Regions from separate parts of the Sus scrofa genome. Here all the other regions are linked to region 1. A link is a contact called in public Hi-C and HiChIP or PLAC-seq data. All regions are on one chromosome and are shown on one strand. The core of a region is the stretch at or near the end of the contact, and the rest is flanking DNA. Distances in the headings are between cores, read along the strand shown.

Region 1 (4,944 bases), core at 824-3,323:
CAGGCCAGATTGATGAGGTGAGGGAACGGCGGGCAACTCCTCCTGGAGAGTTCCAGGATCTGGACCTGCTGGATTTCAGGATTGTCCAGACCAGGACAGCAGCTCATTACAATTAAATAACGCTGAAGATCCCTTTCCTCCGTTGCATGAACTACATCTTCAGTGGCCACCTGCGACAGCACTGCCGTGACAGCACTGTCTCCTCAGGAGGATGCCAACAATGCATACAGACGGACCACACGTTAGGGCTCCTGGCTTTCTAACCCACTGGTTAGGAGCCTGGGGCCTCGGGTCTAGAGCCATCACTGTAAGCCCCCTCTTGGCACTGCTGACATTCCAGCCCAGACCATTCTGTGGGGGAGCCATCCTGGGCACTGTGTGGGGTGGAGCACCCTTCCTGGCCCCATCCACTCAATGCCAGAGGCCCCCCTCCATGACAACAACAGTCATCACTCAGTGACCCGTAGGTTGACAATCATTGCACTAAACAGAAATGACATAACTCTGGGACAGGGAAGGATCTGAGAGAAAGTCCCAAGAAACCGGGGCCCCTCAAGGGCCCGGCAGTGGCAGGGGGTCCAGGCTGGGCCTAAGGTCCCAATTGCAGGGGCAAGTCCAATAGAACCAGGGCTCAGAGATGAACCAGGACCAGGAGGAATGGGGAGGGGGTTTCCTCATAGGGAGGGCAGGCGTTAACTTGTGGGGACCTAAGACACCAGGCCGGAAGGTTCTGGAACACCAGATACAGCAAAGCTGGGAAAAGAGAGGGGAATTTAAAATGAGCTGGGCAACGAGGTCTGAGAGATGAGGGAACAGGGCTGGGGAGTAGGATCTAGGCCTCTGCGTCTGAAATCCTGGGAAGGAGCGGGAGTGTCCCAGGAAGCCGACAGATGGGTATGCACCAAAGGAGAGAACAAAATATGGGGTCTAGGAGATTTCAGGAGCCCAAACACAAGGGACTGAAAGGGGGTGGGGGCGGAGGGATTAGCTAAGCCCTTCTGAGGAACCTGACACATAAGCTGCGACCAGGAAGCAGAGCCTAGGAGAGAGAGACCTGGACACCGGGCCACGCTGAGGTTGGCGATCAGAGCTCTTGAGCCCTAAGGGGGGCAGAATGTGGGCACTGGACAAAGAGCACCAGGGTGCTCTGGGCTATGGATGGTTGGGAAGCTCAGCCTGGCAGAACCGAGCTGAGAGGCTCCAGTCCAAGTCAAGTAGGTCAAAGGTTGGAGCTCTGGTCCACGTGGGAATCAGAGAGAGAGGGGACCCAGGAGTCCAAACGCAGGAGGAGCCTGGCCTGAGAGTAAGAGCTCTGACTTCTGGAGCATATAGCCCTTGTCGGGGCCGGGGAGCTGGGAGTGCCAGTGCAGCAGGTTCCTGGGGCATTAGGCAGAGAGAGCTGGGGGCCTAGCGTGGATCTAGGTGTTCAGGCTCTGACTTGCCAGGGGTCTTGGGTAAGAGTCTAGAGACCAAGTGAGGTCTGCGCTTGGACTCCTGCTAGACAGGTGGGAGAGACGGGTCCTAGGGCCCGAAGAGCAGAGACCAAACCAAGGGAGAGAGGTATCCCGGCTGGAGTAGGCCAGGGCCCCAGTAAAGGGGGAGTCTGAGTGGGAAAGCAGGTTGGGGTAGGCAAAGCCGGGGTAGGCCAGGGGCCCAGGAGGAGAGCCGGACTCCGTGGGGAGATGAGGGGCCCGGGTCCACGTACCATAGGGCTGTCCCTGCAGGTCGTACTGCTGCATGCGGTACACGGTAAACTCGTGCGCCGCGTCGGCGGCTGGCAGCGGCGGCGCCACGAGCAGCAGCACGGCGGGCAGGAAAACGATGAAGCCAAGTGGCAGGCACGACGCCTTCAGCATGTTCTCCAGCACCTCGCCCGCTTCCTCCAACATCCTGGCCGGCGGCGGGGCCGCGCGGGGCGGCGGCGGGGACGGGACGGCGACAGCGGCGACTCCCGCGGACTCACCTCGGCATGGGTAGGCGCCGGGGTCCTGCGGGCGCCGTGCCGGGCAGCCTGCATCCGCTTCGGGGTCCTGAGGGCACCGCTGAGGGCTACATGCCCGCCGCCCTGCCGACTGGAAGTTGTAGTTCTCCAGGCGCGCGCGGAGGCATCTGGGAATCGTAGGCCCATTCCGTTACTTCCAGATGGCGAAGGGTGAAGGGGACCGTTTGGCTAAAGTTTCACATAAACTCCAAGCCAGAAGCTACAGAGACTTTAAAAATGCTATTAGCAGTGGAACTTACTGAAATTCTGCTTTACTTTGGGAAAAGAGGAGGGAAGGGGGTGTGTTGCAGGATGTGACCTCGCGACCCGGAAGTAAGTTTGGAAGCAATTGGGGACGGGGGGCGGGGGGGAGTGGAACGTGATACTCTAGGTCTCCTGGGAATTGTAGTCTAATTGAGCAAGCGCAAGGGGTCATGGGAGCTGGAGTCTTTTAGACAGAAGTTGGAGAAAAATCACTTAAAATTCCCAAAGAATATAGATGTTAAACTACATAAGGACAAAGAATTTTGTCTGCTTTGTGCACTGATTTATACCTCATAACGTAACACAGGGTCTAGCACACAGTGGATGGTTTATATAATTTTTGGATAAATGAATGAAATAGAATAAAGAAATCCTGATAGAAGGTTCCTAAGGGATGTCGCAATGGATTGTGGGACTTGTAGTCAGGAGCCAGGCGTTGTGCCAAGATTGGAGAGATAATTATTTTGTGCTTATGCTTATTTATATTGGGGACATTCTCATATTAAAAAAAAAAAAAAGTTTAGTGTTAGAAATTCAAATTTCACTGGGTGTCTCAGATTTGTATTTTCTTATCTGGGCACCCTAAGAATCCAATTGTCTCAGGGTCCCTGGAGGCGTTGAAGAGCATTAGTAATTCACACCCTCTTGTACAGATGGGAAGACCGAGGCCACAGGGTGCAGAGCACACTGGCCCTAGCCCCCAGACTCTGATACTGTTGCCAAAGGAATTGGGCCCTCCCTCCTACCCAAGGGAGAAGTGGCAGTTATGCTGATTAATAGCATGGGTTCAAGTCCCAGCTCATCCACTTCCCAGGCTGTGTGACCTTGGGCATGTTGCTTCACCTCTCTGACCCTCTTTTTCCTCAGCTGCCAAATATGATCATCAAACACTCTTCTTGGGCTCCCCAGGGGTGTGTAAAGATTCAATAAGATAATCCACGTGAACCGACTTGGAAAAAGCAAGGCAGACGTGAAATGCTCAATAAGTGTTGGTATTAGGAGAAAGCACCAAGCTTGTGCAGCCTCAGAGCTGCTGCATCTGCTATCCCTGCGAAACACTCACGCCCCTCCCCCACCCCACCTTTCTGCATGGCTAGCTCCTTACTGAAATGATGGGCATCTCTTAGTTTGAGGCTTGTCAACCCTACCAAACTGTGACCGTTATGTGGGCAGGCACCAGGTTATTTTTCGCTGGAACTCCAGTGTCCAGAACAGAGCCTGACACACAGTGGTTGCGTGAGTGAATGAAAGAGTCATGAACACCCCAACACACCAGCCCAGCCCTCCCAGCTATGTCCCCTGCTTCTGGCCATCCCGAGGCCTCTCCAGGGAGGTCCTAGGCACCAGGAGTAATGAGCGGCCCGGTAGGGCTGGGAAAGGGATGAGAACTCATTCTGGCCCACATAATCCTCAGCAGCAAATGTTTATTACCTGCTTCTCCATCCAACCCTATTCTTCCACTCCAGGCTATGAACAGGCAAGACATGCACATGCGTCTCTCACACACACGCACACACACACTCACCCAGAATTAGAGAAAGAAAACAGCCTGAACTTGGCTCAGATAGCAGGAATTCGACTCGAGAGCTGTTCATGCTGCCTCCTCTCCTGACCCTTGGTTTTTTCTGTCTGTAAAATAAGATTCAATTAATCCTGCTTTGTGGATATGAAACCTAGGACAGCCCAAAGGATGAAATGGAACATTTGTTCTGAGTTTTCCAAAGAGGGAAGGAACTGGTATTTATTCATTCATTCATTCATCAAAGAGGCAGTAACAAGCAGGGATCAAGAAGTCACCTGCCTGGGTTTGACTCCCATCTCTGCCTCTTCCCAGCTGTGTGACTTTGTGTAAGTTATCTAACCTCTCTGGGCATTGGTTTCACCATCTGCAAACTGAAGTTAATGATGATGTCTGCCTCCTGGAGGTTTTGCAAGAATTAAATGAGTTAATACAAAAGTGACAAGAATATTGTTGAGTGATATATAAGGCTTTGTTGTTATTTGTCATTTAAAAACATACACATAATAGTTTGAGGGCCTTTATACTCCTTGCTTATCAATATCCCTGGACGGCAGGGGATATCAATATCCTCATTTTACAGATGAGGAAACTGAAGCCTGTAGTGTGTGGCAGAGCTGGAGAATGGAAATGAGTTACAGACACCTGAGCCACCTAACGAGCAGAAGTCAGGATTCATGGGGACAGTGCCACCACAGTCAGGGAGGTGGGTTGAGAATAAGGAAGGGGAGAGGCTTCCAAGGCTCAGTGGAAGGAGTGCTGCTGAGTCCAGTTCTCTCAGAGCCCCAGATCATGGAGCACCTACTGTCCGCTGGGCCCTGTGCTGACCTAGACACTGTCACTATTTCCACTCTCACAGAGCCCAAAGTCCAGGGGAGAAGGTGGATGTGTGACCAGGGGGTGATTGGAGCTATGATGGGGATGCACAGGCAGCTGTAGGAGCCCAGAAGAGGGCTAGAGAGGAGGAAAAATCAAGGAGACTTCCTGGAGGAGGTGATGTTAAAGTTGAGAACTGAAGGATGGTCAGGGCAAGTGCCAGGCAGACCACTCTAGTGGGAGCAACAAAGGCAGGTGCAAAGGCCCCAGACAGAAGGTAGCAACAGGAGTTCCCATCGTGGTTCAGCGGAAACAAATGTGACTAGCATCCATGAGAATGCAGGTTCAATCCCTGGCCTTGCTC
Region 2 (4,944 bases), core at 1,784-4,283, 83 kb after region 1:
CATCGGATGGTAGTGTTTGTGTCCAGCCCTATTTTCCCCACCCAACCAGGTTTAGGTTTTGTGGGGTTTTGGTTTTTGTTTTTTTTTTTTCCCAGCTTTTTAGTTAATCTTTTTCTAGCTGTGATGAAATATGCATACCATAAAATTTACCATTTTAATCATTTTTTTAAGCACACAACTCAGTGGCGTTAAGTACATTCATGTTGTGTAACCATCTCCACCATCATCTCTAGGACTTTCTCATCTTCCCGAACTGAAACTCTGTCCCCATGAAACACTGACTCCCCCTCCCCTCCCCCAGCCCCTGCCCCACCATCTCCTTCCTGTCTCTGTGCATCTGACTCCTCTAGGGACCTCCTGGGGGTGGAATCAGACAGTGTTTGTCCTTCTTGTCTAGCATCACATCCTCAAGGTCTCCATGTTGAAACAGGTGTCAGAATCTCCTTCCTACTTAAGGCTGAATCATATCCATTATAGGGATGGACCATATTGTGTTTATCTATCATCTCTTGATGGACATGGGGTGTTTCCACATTTGGCCTGTCATGGTGCAGCAGAAACGAATCTGACTAGGAACCATGAGGTTGCCGGTGCGATCCCTGGCCTTGCTCAGTGGGTTAAAGATCCGGCGTTGCCGTGAGCTATGGTGTAAGTTGCAGACGTGGCTCAGATCTGGTGTTGCTGTGGTTGGGGCGTAGGCTGGCAGCTGTAGCTCCAGTTCAGCCCCCTAGCCTGGGAACCTCTACACGCCATGGATGCAGCCCTAAAAAGCAAAAAAAAAAAAAAAAAAGTTGCTATGAACAAAAGTGTACAATATCTGAGTCTGTGCTCGGCATGTACCTGGGAGCGCAATTGCTGGGTCACAAGGTGATTCTATGTTTGATTTTCTTGGGGAGTGGGGATTGGCCCTTGGCATACAAAATTTCCTGGCCCAGGGATCGAACCCACACTACAGCAGCAATCCAAGTTACAGCAGTGACAACACCCAATCCTTAACCTGCTGAGCCACCAAGGAACTCGTACTTTTGAACTTCTGAGGACCCACTGAACTATTTTCCATAGCAGCTGCATCATTTTCCATTCCCACGGGCTGAGCAGGAGGTGTCTGATTTCTCCAGCCTTGTCAATGCTTGTTACTTTTTTTGGGGGGTGGGGGTTGGGTTGGGTTGGTTTTTCATAGAGGTCCTAATGGGTATCTCCCTGTGGTTTTAATTTGCATTTCCCTGATGACTAATGAAAGATGTTAAACAGCTTTTCATGCACTTTTGGGCCATTTGCACAACTGCAGAAAAGTCTACTCACGTCCTCTGCCCACGGGTTGGTTTGACCTGCTCTTGAACTTGATACATGTGCAGCCGGGCCACTAGCTCTCCAGGCCTGGCCTCCTTCTAAGTCATGCCTGCAACACTGGTCAAGGTTGTGACACTAGTCCTTGACCATTTTCCATGCTGTGACCCTGGCCCAAGGGACCTCAGGGTTTGGGTTTCTGGTTTGGGTCCTTCATCAGCCTGTACTCTGCATCACTGTTTTTGTCCATCTGTAGGTGGAGAAATCAATTCAGTGAGTCAAGACTCACATTTTCATTTTCAGCAATATAGAACGGGAAATATCATAACGCATCATGCTTAGCAGGGGCAAGTGTTATCTTGGTCAACTTTTATTGGGGGGATGCACATATTTAAATTTGTGTCCTGAGTAGTAGGTAGGTATACATATGCATATATATAATATAGTCCTTTTAGGTCCACACCCATGGCATATAGAAGTTCCCAGGCTTGGGGTGGAATTAGAGCTGCAGCCACAGGCCTACCCCACAGCTCATAGCAATGCCGGATCTTTAACCCACTGAGCGAGGCCAGAGATTAAACCTGTGTCCTCATGGATATTAGTCAGGTTCATTACCACTGAGCCACAACAGGAACTCTGGTATACATATTTTTAGTTAATTTAATTTTACTGGGAGAAGATGTCATGGTCAAAAAAAGTTTGAAGGCCCCCCTTATATACTGCATCTTGTTTCATAATTTAAATATTAACTGTCTGATGAGTTGATTCACTAAAATGGTGATTCCCAGCTGGGTGTAATTTTGCCCTATGGAGGGAGAGACAGACGGCAGGGGTTCCCTGGTGGCAAATCGGGTTAAGGATCCAGCATTGTCACTGCTGTGGCACAGATTCCATCCCTGGCCCAGGAACTTCCACCTGCCTCAGACTCAGCTAAAAAAATAAAAAAGAGAGACAGACAGACAGCTGCCAGCTGGCAATGTTGATGACATTTCTGGTTGTCACAACTTGGGGGGTGGGATTCTGCCCCCAGGGGACACCAGTCGATGTTGGGGGACATCTGTGGTTGTCATACCACAGGCTTCTGGCATCAACTAGGTGGGGCCCTGGCATGCTGCTCAACCCTCCACAGTGCCCAGAACATCCAACCCCAGAGAATGACCTGGCCCCAAATGTCCTAGAGGTGGAGGGACCCTGTGTTAATTATTTGGGGGAAAAAATGATTTTGATCTCTTAGCTCAAATTACACACCAGAATAAATCTCCAATGGTCAGCTGGTGTAGACCAGAGTGGCCCCCACTACCTGAGTCACTGCGCCCCTCCCACTAGGTGTGCATTTAAATGTGTACAGCATCCCAAGACCTCGGTGGTCTGATGGTCATAGAAACCAGCCTCTTGGGGGTCCATGCAATCCCCTAATCCAATGGGTCTCTCTCAGAGCAGTCCTGCCTCCCCTGGGGACAATAGGCCATGTCTGGGAACATCTGGTTGTCACAACTGGGGGGCTTCTGGCATGGAGTGGGTGAGACCTGGGATGCTGTTCTGCACCCCACAGTGTCCAGGACGGTCCGCACAGACCAATGTCCAAGGGCGAGAGGGTAACCTGGACTAGACTGTCTGGAGTGCAGCGCCGTGTCCAGCACAGAGTCTGGCCCACGGTGGACGCTCTAGCCCGCCAGTTGAGGGCTGCCTGCTACCTGCTCAGCCTCTGCCCGGGGGCTTCAGCTCCTGGGACATGCTGCCCCCATGTGGTCGATCCTGGAATCGCAATCTCGGTCCCTGTTAGTGGGTGGAGCCAGCGCTGACAGGCTGGCCTGACCTTGGGGAGCGAAAGCGCTTTCTGCCAGAACGGGAATACTCCAGCTCGGTGCTGCTCGGCACACTAGCCGCTTGAGCCCCGGAGCGGTGGCCAGGGCCACTGGGGACATACATTTTTCATTTCATTTCATTTCCATCAATTGACGCGTAAGACTATTTGACAGTGTATGGCTAGTGGCCGCCATAGCTCTAGTCTGGGGTCGCTCCTGCTTGGCACAGGGGACATTTGGGCTGTCCTGGACATTGCAGGATGTGAGCAGCATTGCTGGCTGGGGGTGGGGCCGGAGATTTTGCCTTTCTATCAAGACTCCAGGTGATGCTGCTGGGACCTGCCTGAGACCCACTGTCCTACTCCAGTGTCCCCCCACCCCCTCCAGCACTGCAGACAGGGGGTCAGCTCATCCTCTTGGGGCCGTCATGGGCACTGTGGGGTGATGAGTAGCCTCCCTGTTCCACCCACCCGGTGCCAGCAGCCCTCCAGTTGTGACAACCACAGTGTCTCCAGACATCACTCAGTGTCCCCTGGGGACAGAATCACCCCCAGCTGAAAACCAATGCTCAAGAATGTTCAAGGCCGGAGTTCCCGTCGTGGCGCAGTGGTTAACGAATCCGACTAGGAACCATGAGGTTGCGGGTTCGGTCCCTGCCCTTGCTCAGTGGGTTAACGATCCGGCGTTGCCGTGAGCTGTGGTGTAGGTTGCAGATGCGGCTCAGATCCCGCGTTGCTGTGGCTCTGGTGTAGGCCGGTGGCTACAGCTCCGATTCAACCCCTAGCCTGGGAACTTCCATATGCCGTGGGAGCGGCCCAAGAAATAGCAACAACAACAACAACAAAAAGACAAAAAGACAAAAAAAAAAAAAAAGAAGAAGAAGAAGAATGTTCAAGGCCATGCTCTCCACAGAACTTCCTGCCATGGGGGGCAATGATGGGCATCTTCCCTGTCCAGTGGGGTGGCCACCAGCCACAGTGGCTAGCCCCTGAGATGTGGCTTGTGCAACTGAGGAGCTCAATTTTTTAATTTCCTTTCATTTCAGTTAATGTACACTTCTAACACCCAGCTAAGGGGAGCCTCACGCTGGATTTCATTCCATCCTTACAACTTTCTGGAACTCTTAGGACTTCTGTTTGCAGATGAGAAAACAAAGGTGCAGAGAGAGGACTTGACTTGGTCCTCATCACTCAACAAGTAAAAGGCCAGAGTGAGGATACAAACCCGCAGCTGCCTATTAACTAGGAGGCTACACTGCCTCCCAGGACTGGCTTGGGGGCATCTGGGGAAAGTTAAGGAGATACATGCAGGACAGAGAACTCGCCAGACTGGAGATGGAATCTCATCTCTATCACTTCTTGGCTGTGTGAACTTAGGGGTATGTCTTGCCCTCTCTGAGCCCCTGGGTCTCCTTGGCTAGAGCCACTTCCTCTTGGGACTATTCTGGGGATTAAATCACATAGCCCATTGCCTTAGTCAGCTTGGGGTGCCATAAGAAAATACCATAGATGGGCTTAAACGACCAAAATCTATTTCTCATGCTTCTGGAGACTTGTAGTCCAAGGTTCCAGGAAGGTCAGTGTCTGGTGAGAACTCTCTCCTTGGGTGGCAGATAGTGTCTTCTTGCTGTGCCCTATCATAGTAGAGAGACAGCTCTTATCTCTTCCTCTTTTTTTATTTTATTTATTTATTTTTTTGTTTATTTTTAGGCTGCACTTGCAGCATATGGAAGTTCCCAGGCTAGGGGTTGAATTGGAGCTATAAGCTGCCAGCCTACACCACAGCCACAACACCAGATCCCAGCCAAGTCTGTGACCTACACCACAGCTCACGGCAACGGTGGATCCTTAAC
Region 3 (4,944 bases), core at 1,559-4,058, 66 kb after region 1:
GGAACACTGAGCTCCAGGAACGGCATTTCCCTGGAAGGCCTCGGTGTTCATGGGGAAACCTGCCCCAAGGAACAGACAAGGGGCTGCTCGGTGGTTCTCTGCTGAGTGACAGAAATGCAGGGACAAAGCGCTGCACCTGTACCAGGAGAGTTCATGGGAGGCCGAAGCCAGCAGGAAGCTGGCTCCCGAACCCCTCCGGGAGCTCCTAACTGGAGCCGGGGTTCTCTCCTGTCAAGTGGGAGAGAGCTGCTGCGCGGTGGGCACTGTGGCCACTGCAGGGACAGTGCGCTACTCCCAGTCCTCACCACAGACCGATGTCAACGAGGACATGGCCCAGAGTAAGAGAATCAACGAAACTGAACACGGACATCACATGTGCTCAACTATGAACTGCATATTGAGTGCACACATATACCTGGCTTTGGACCAAACAAACAAAAGTATTCACTTCTTTAGGATTCACAAAACACCTGACGAAATAACTTACAGTGATCATGCACCAGCTCTGCAACACGCACCTCACATGGCATGCTAACACGGCATGGAGGCATTCTAATAACATAAACACGGGTGATTCTGCTTCCAGAGGACACTAGGCCATGTCTGGGAACATCTGTGGTTGTCACCAGTGGGGGTGCTCCCAGCATGGAGTACAAAAGGCAGGGATGCTGCTTGGCCCCTCGGCCCCCAGCACATCCCTAGGACCTTGACCCAGCCTTACAACCGTCCTCCTCGTGTCATAAAACTTTGCCTTGGACCATCATCATCCTAACTGCCTGCCATACCTAGGACCTAGCTTCTCAAATCAGACTCCCCACCTCCTGCACGCTCGCAGGGCAGGGCTGGGTGCTTCTCTCAGGGGAGGAGTAGGATCACAGACACAGGTGCTCCCACAGCCAACACCCCACACCCAAGGGTGGGCAACAGATGCTTCCAGAGCCCCTGCAAGCCTCCTCAGTCCAGGCCCAGGGAGACCAGATACACATACCAAGGATGCAGGAGCACCCACCACCATGTCAGTCTGGGGCCTGGAAGGGCTCAGGGCTGGCAGTGGGAGCAACTGCGGGCTCACGCAGCCCCCAGCCTCCAGCCTCCAGCCAGGCCATGGGTCTGGTAACATTAATATGCTGGTAATTTTGAAACCCCAGTTCTGACAATAAAGTCTACCTCTTCTGGCAAAAGCCAGCCAGTGCCACGCTGTCCTCCCAAATGCCACTGGGACTCCACTGCCAGTTTTCTCCAAACTTTAAGGTTACTCTCTGCCTGTCTTTGCTGCAAAGATGGCCCATGTTATAGCCTTTAGGTAAAGCGGAACAAATTTGGGGAAAAGAAATTGGCAAGGTATTTTATCAAAGAGAGGACAGGGGGGGTCCCCACAGGTGGGAGAAGTAAGATGTTCCCACCAAGACCTGCAGCCTCCACAAAGTCATTCCTCCACCATGCAACTCAGTGACTCCAAACCCTGCACCAATAAGCCGGTACACCCCTCCGCGGCAGACCCCTCCTCCACCCACGGCCCATCGCAGCTGCATTTCCAACTTTCCCACAGTGCAGGAATGCAGCCCAGGTCCAGAGAAGGTAGGGCAAGGGCTTCTGTTGTGTAAACGACCTTCTTGCCTTTGACTGCGGAGGTAAGGCCTCCAACAACCCTTATTTGGGGTGACAACACTTCGCTGACAGCTGGGCCGACTGGCTCCCACCAACAGGTGTGCCTTGGGGAGATGGAGATTCGAACAGGAGTCTTCTCCAGGAGGAGAGGAGGACCGGGGAGCCCAGGCTCCCACTAAGACATAGGGGGGGTTGCCGAGTTGGCCAGTTCTGAAAACCGGCTAAGGCCCCTCTGGGGCTCCACCTGCCCCGACCCCAAGAAAAGGGGACAGGCTGTCTTCTCGCCCATGCGGTGTACCTCACTGGCAGGGACATGGGTCTTCCCCACACAGACTGGTCTGAGAGAACGGAGATTGGAGGGGCCCTGCACGCAGGGAACAGGGCTCCACCTGGTGGGAAGAGTGGAGAAAGGATCCCAGGAGGCAAGGGGCACATCTACTGGACTACAGCCGGAAGGTCTGGACCTGAACAGATGCTGGGGTCAGCAAGGGGGGCACACCTGGTGGGGGAGAGACGGAGGGCCAGCCCTGTGCAGGGAGAGGCCGTGTCTCAAGAGAAGGGGCATAGGGCAGACCCTCCAGGGTTATGGGGGCCTGACCTGGAGAGCAGAAGCAGAAGCTGGCCCTGCAGGGATCAAGGAGTGGACAGCAGAGGCCGGGACTGATCCCGAAGCGTCCTGGGAGCCCACCTGGACAGGAGGGGCGAGGGCTAATCCTGAAGGAACCCGGGCCCGTTCTGGACAGCAGAGACTGGGGACTGACACTTCGGGGATTGGGGATCAGGGCCCTGCCATGGAAAGAAGAGGCACGGGCAGATCCTGAGGCTCTGGGGCGCTGATGTGGACAGCAGAGGCAGGAGCTGGCCCCTCGCGTTTCAGGGACTCAGCCTGTACAGCAGAGATTGGGGATGACCCTGCGGGGTTTAGGTGGCCCAGAGGCCGACGGCACCGAGTACGCTGACCCCAAGGCCCGGGGTCCCCACCGTGGACACCACGCAGGGCCGCCACGCTCGGCCGTCCCCGCGCCGCTGGCCCTGGGGACCCCGCAGGCCAGGCCCACTCACCGAGCAGCAGCAGCTTGAGCTCGCGCCGGGCGTCGCGCTTGTCCCGCCGCAGCTGCTTCTCAATCTCGGCGTTGATCCTTTTGGACTCCTTCACCTCATCGCTCAGGCAACACGCCATCATGGACTCCAGAGTCATCGTTCCGGCCCCGGCCGCCCGCCGGCCGCCCCCGCCGTCGCCCCCCGGCCGGCCCGGCCCTGGCCCGGAGCTGCCCTGGCCGCGCCCGCCTGGCCCTCGGCGCTCGGCCCCCGGGCCGGCGGTCAGCCTCGGCCACCTGCGAGCGCCGGTCCCGCTTGGCCGCTGATCCCGCCCGGACGCCCTCTGCCCGCGCCGCCGCCGCCGCCACTGCCGCCGCCACCGCCAACCGCAGCCGCCGCGACCGAGCGACAGCGCCTCACAACCTAACCCGCGCCCGCACAGCGCCGACGGGCGGCCAGTGCGGCCAATGGGAGGGGGCGGTGGCCCGCGCGCCCGCCGCGGGGGCGGGACTAGCAGCTGGGCTGGGCGGGGCGTCGCACGGGCGGGGCGGGGCGGGGCGAGGCGGGCGCGCCCGAGGGTTAGGTTGCGCCGACGTGGGAAGGGGGACGCGCAGCTGGGAGCCGGGCGGGGCCGCCCGGGATTGTGGGAATGTGGCGGACTCTGCAGGGCGGCTCGGCTGCGCTCGGCTCCGCTCGGCCCTGCTCGGCTATGCTGGAGCTAAAGGCTCAGATCCGCAGCTGCTGTCGGTCGATCCGTCGGGCTCCATGTGAGGCAGCGAGGTACCAGCATTCACGGCCTCCCAGGACCCTGCCATTGCCTGACCAGAAATGAACCTTACTCTCAACCATTCTTGGAGCATGCATTAAGGGAACCTCTCCTATATACCAGACTTGGGCTTAGCATTAATGTAAGGCCTTCTGTATGCCAGGTATGGAATGAGCATTAATGGAGTACTTGCTGTATACCAGGCCTGGACCAGCTATTAATGCCGTGCCCACGATGTAACCAAGCATTAATGCAATGCCTGGTGTATACCAGGCAGGAAACAAACATTAGTGGAATGCTTACTGTAAACCTTGCATGTCCAAGCATTAATGCAACACTTGCTATATACCAGGCATGGACCAGGTATTAGTGCAGCGCTACTATATTACAGTCAGGGAACAAGGATTAATGAAGTGCCTACTATATACCGAGTCCTGCCAAGTTAATTTTATGGTAGCATAGCCACGCCCATTCATTTATGGAGATTTGCTGCCTTTACCCTGCACCAGCAGAGTTATGTAGTTGCTACAGCCCTAAAATATTTACTATCTGGAAGTTCCCATCGTGGCTCAGTGGTTAATGAATCAGACTAGGAACCATGAGGTTATGGGTTCAATCCCTGGCCTCGGCTCAGTGGATTAAGGATCCAGCGTTGCTGTGAACTGTGGTGTAGGTCGCAGATGTGGCTTGGATCTGGCATTGCTGTGGCTCTGGCATAGGCTGGCGGCTACAGCTCCAATTTGACCTCTAGCCTGGGACCCTCCATATGCCGCGGGTGCAGCCCTAGAAAAGACAAAAAAAAAAAAAAAATTTCACTGTCTGGCCTCTTAACAGAAAGAGACCTAGAAAGAGGCCCAAACACACAGGAGGTACTCAACCCATGTGTTTCGAATGATGGGAAAAGTATAAAAGTCTGAGGTGCTCCTCATGCTGAGACCCATTTCATGGACAAGGAAAGTGAGGTGCCATTCTCCACAGTTCCCTGACATCGGCACCTCCCCCAGCCCTGACTTGGCTGGAACCCCCACCCCCACCCCCGGCTCTGCCCAGATCACATCATGTACCTTCCAAGCTGCACCTTGAACACTGTGCTCACCTGTCTTGAGATAAGGGGAGAGGGGAAGGTCAAGGTCTCCACTGATTAGTTGATTGGGACTGAGGAAAGGTTGGCTCCTTAAGGCTCTGATCTTGGCCCTTCTGCCCCCACCCTAGTTGGACACGCAGTCAGGGCAGGGGTCTGGGGTCCCCCTCCACACCCTGTCCCACAAATAGAGGAAAGCTCCACTTGAATAAAGAACTGTAACCAGGGAAATGAACAGAAACATTGTCCCCTGGACCTTGGCTCCAATGTCCCCTCCTCCAGGGGCCGTCAGGCCAGGTCTTTCCAGGCCAGACCTTTCCAATGCCACCCCCCCACCCCAGCAGCACCCTGCTGGACTTTCCCACAGCCCTTTCCACAGCCCGAAATCATCTTCTTTGCTTGCCTGTTCCCTCCTCACCCTATTGTAGGGTTCTCTGTTCTGATCACTGCT

The links. A called contact is a pair of places that touch in the nucleus more often than the background predicts. HiChIP or PLAC-seq counts read pairs in DNA pulled down with a chosen protein or histone mark.
Region 2: a contact with region 1 is called in an H3K27ac HiChIP or PLAC-seq map of alveolar macrophages. The contact joins the enhancer-like site here to the promoter of NCLN in region 1. A contact is called at or near these places in 6 of 47 Hi-C or Micro-C datasets (embryonic fibroblasts, epiblast stem cells, fetal liver and 3 more) and 1 of 2 datasets of contacts at active chromatin or transcription factors (alveolar macrophages).
Region 3: a contact with region 1 is called in a Hi-C map of liver, with 4 times the contacts expected there. The contact joins the promoter of GNA11 here to the promoter of NCLN in region 1. A contact is called at or near these places in 1 of 5 promoter capture datasets (liver), 6 of 47 Hi-C or Micro-C datasets (embryonic fibroblasts, fetal skeletal muscle, liver and 2 more) and 1 of 2 datasets of contacts at active chromatin or transcription factors (alveolar macrophages).

Annotation. Positions count from the first base shown.
Region 1 is chr2:75,388,528-75,393,471 of Sscrofa11.1, forward strand. It overlaps NCLN (nicalin), which reads right to left and starts at 2,074. Exons shown (of 14, transcript XM_021084134.1): 1 at 1,706-2,074. The coding sequence starts at 1,889.
Region 2 is chr2:75,470,673-75,475,616 of Sscrofa11.1, forward strand. The region is part of intron 2 of LOC110259368 (a long non-coding RNA gene); the gene reads left to right. Among named protein-coding and RNA genes, the nearest start is that of GNA11, 16 kb to the left of the region's middle. Within about 2 kb of position 3,034, at least 13 of the 83 cell types and tissues checked have an H3K27ac peak or open chromatin away from gene starts, as enhancers often do. A contact at or near this core is called in alveolar macrophages and fetal liver, where this site is marked.
Region 3 is chr2:75,454,047-75,458,990 of Sscrofa11.1, forward strand. It overlaps GNA11 (G protein subunit alpha 11), which reads right to left and starts at 2,809. Exons shown (of 7, transcript NM_001044538.2): 1 at 2,671-2,809. The coding sequence starts at 2,806.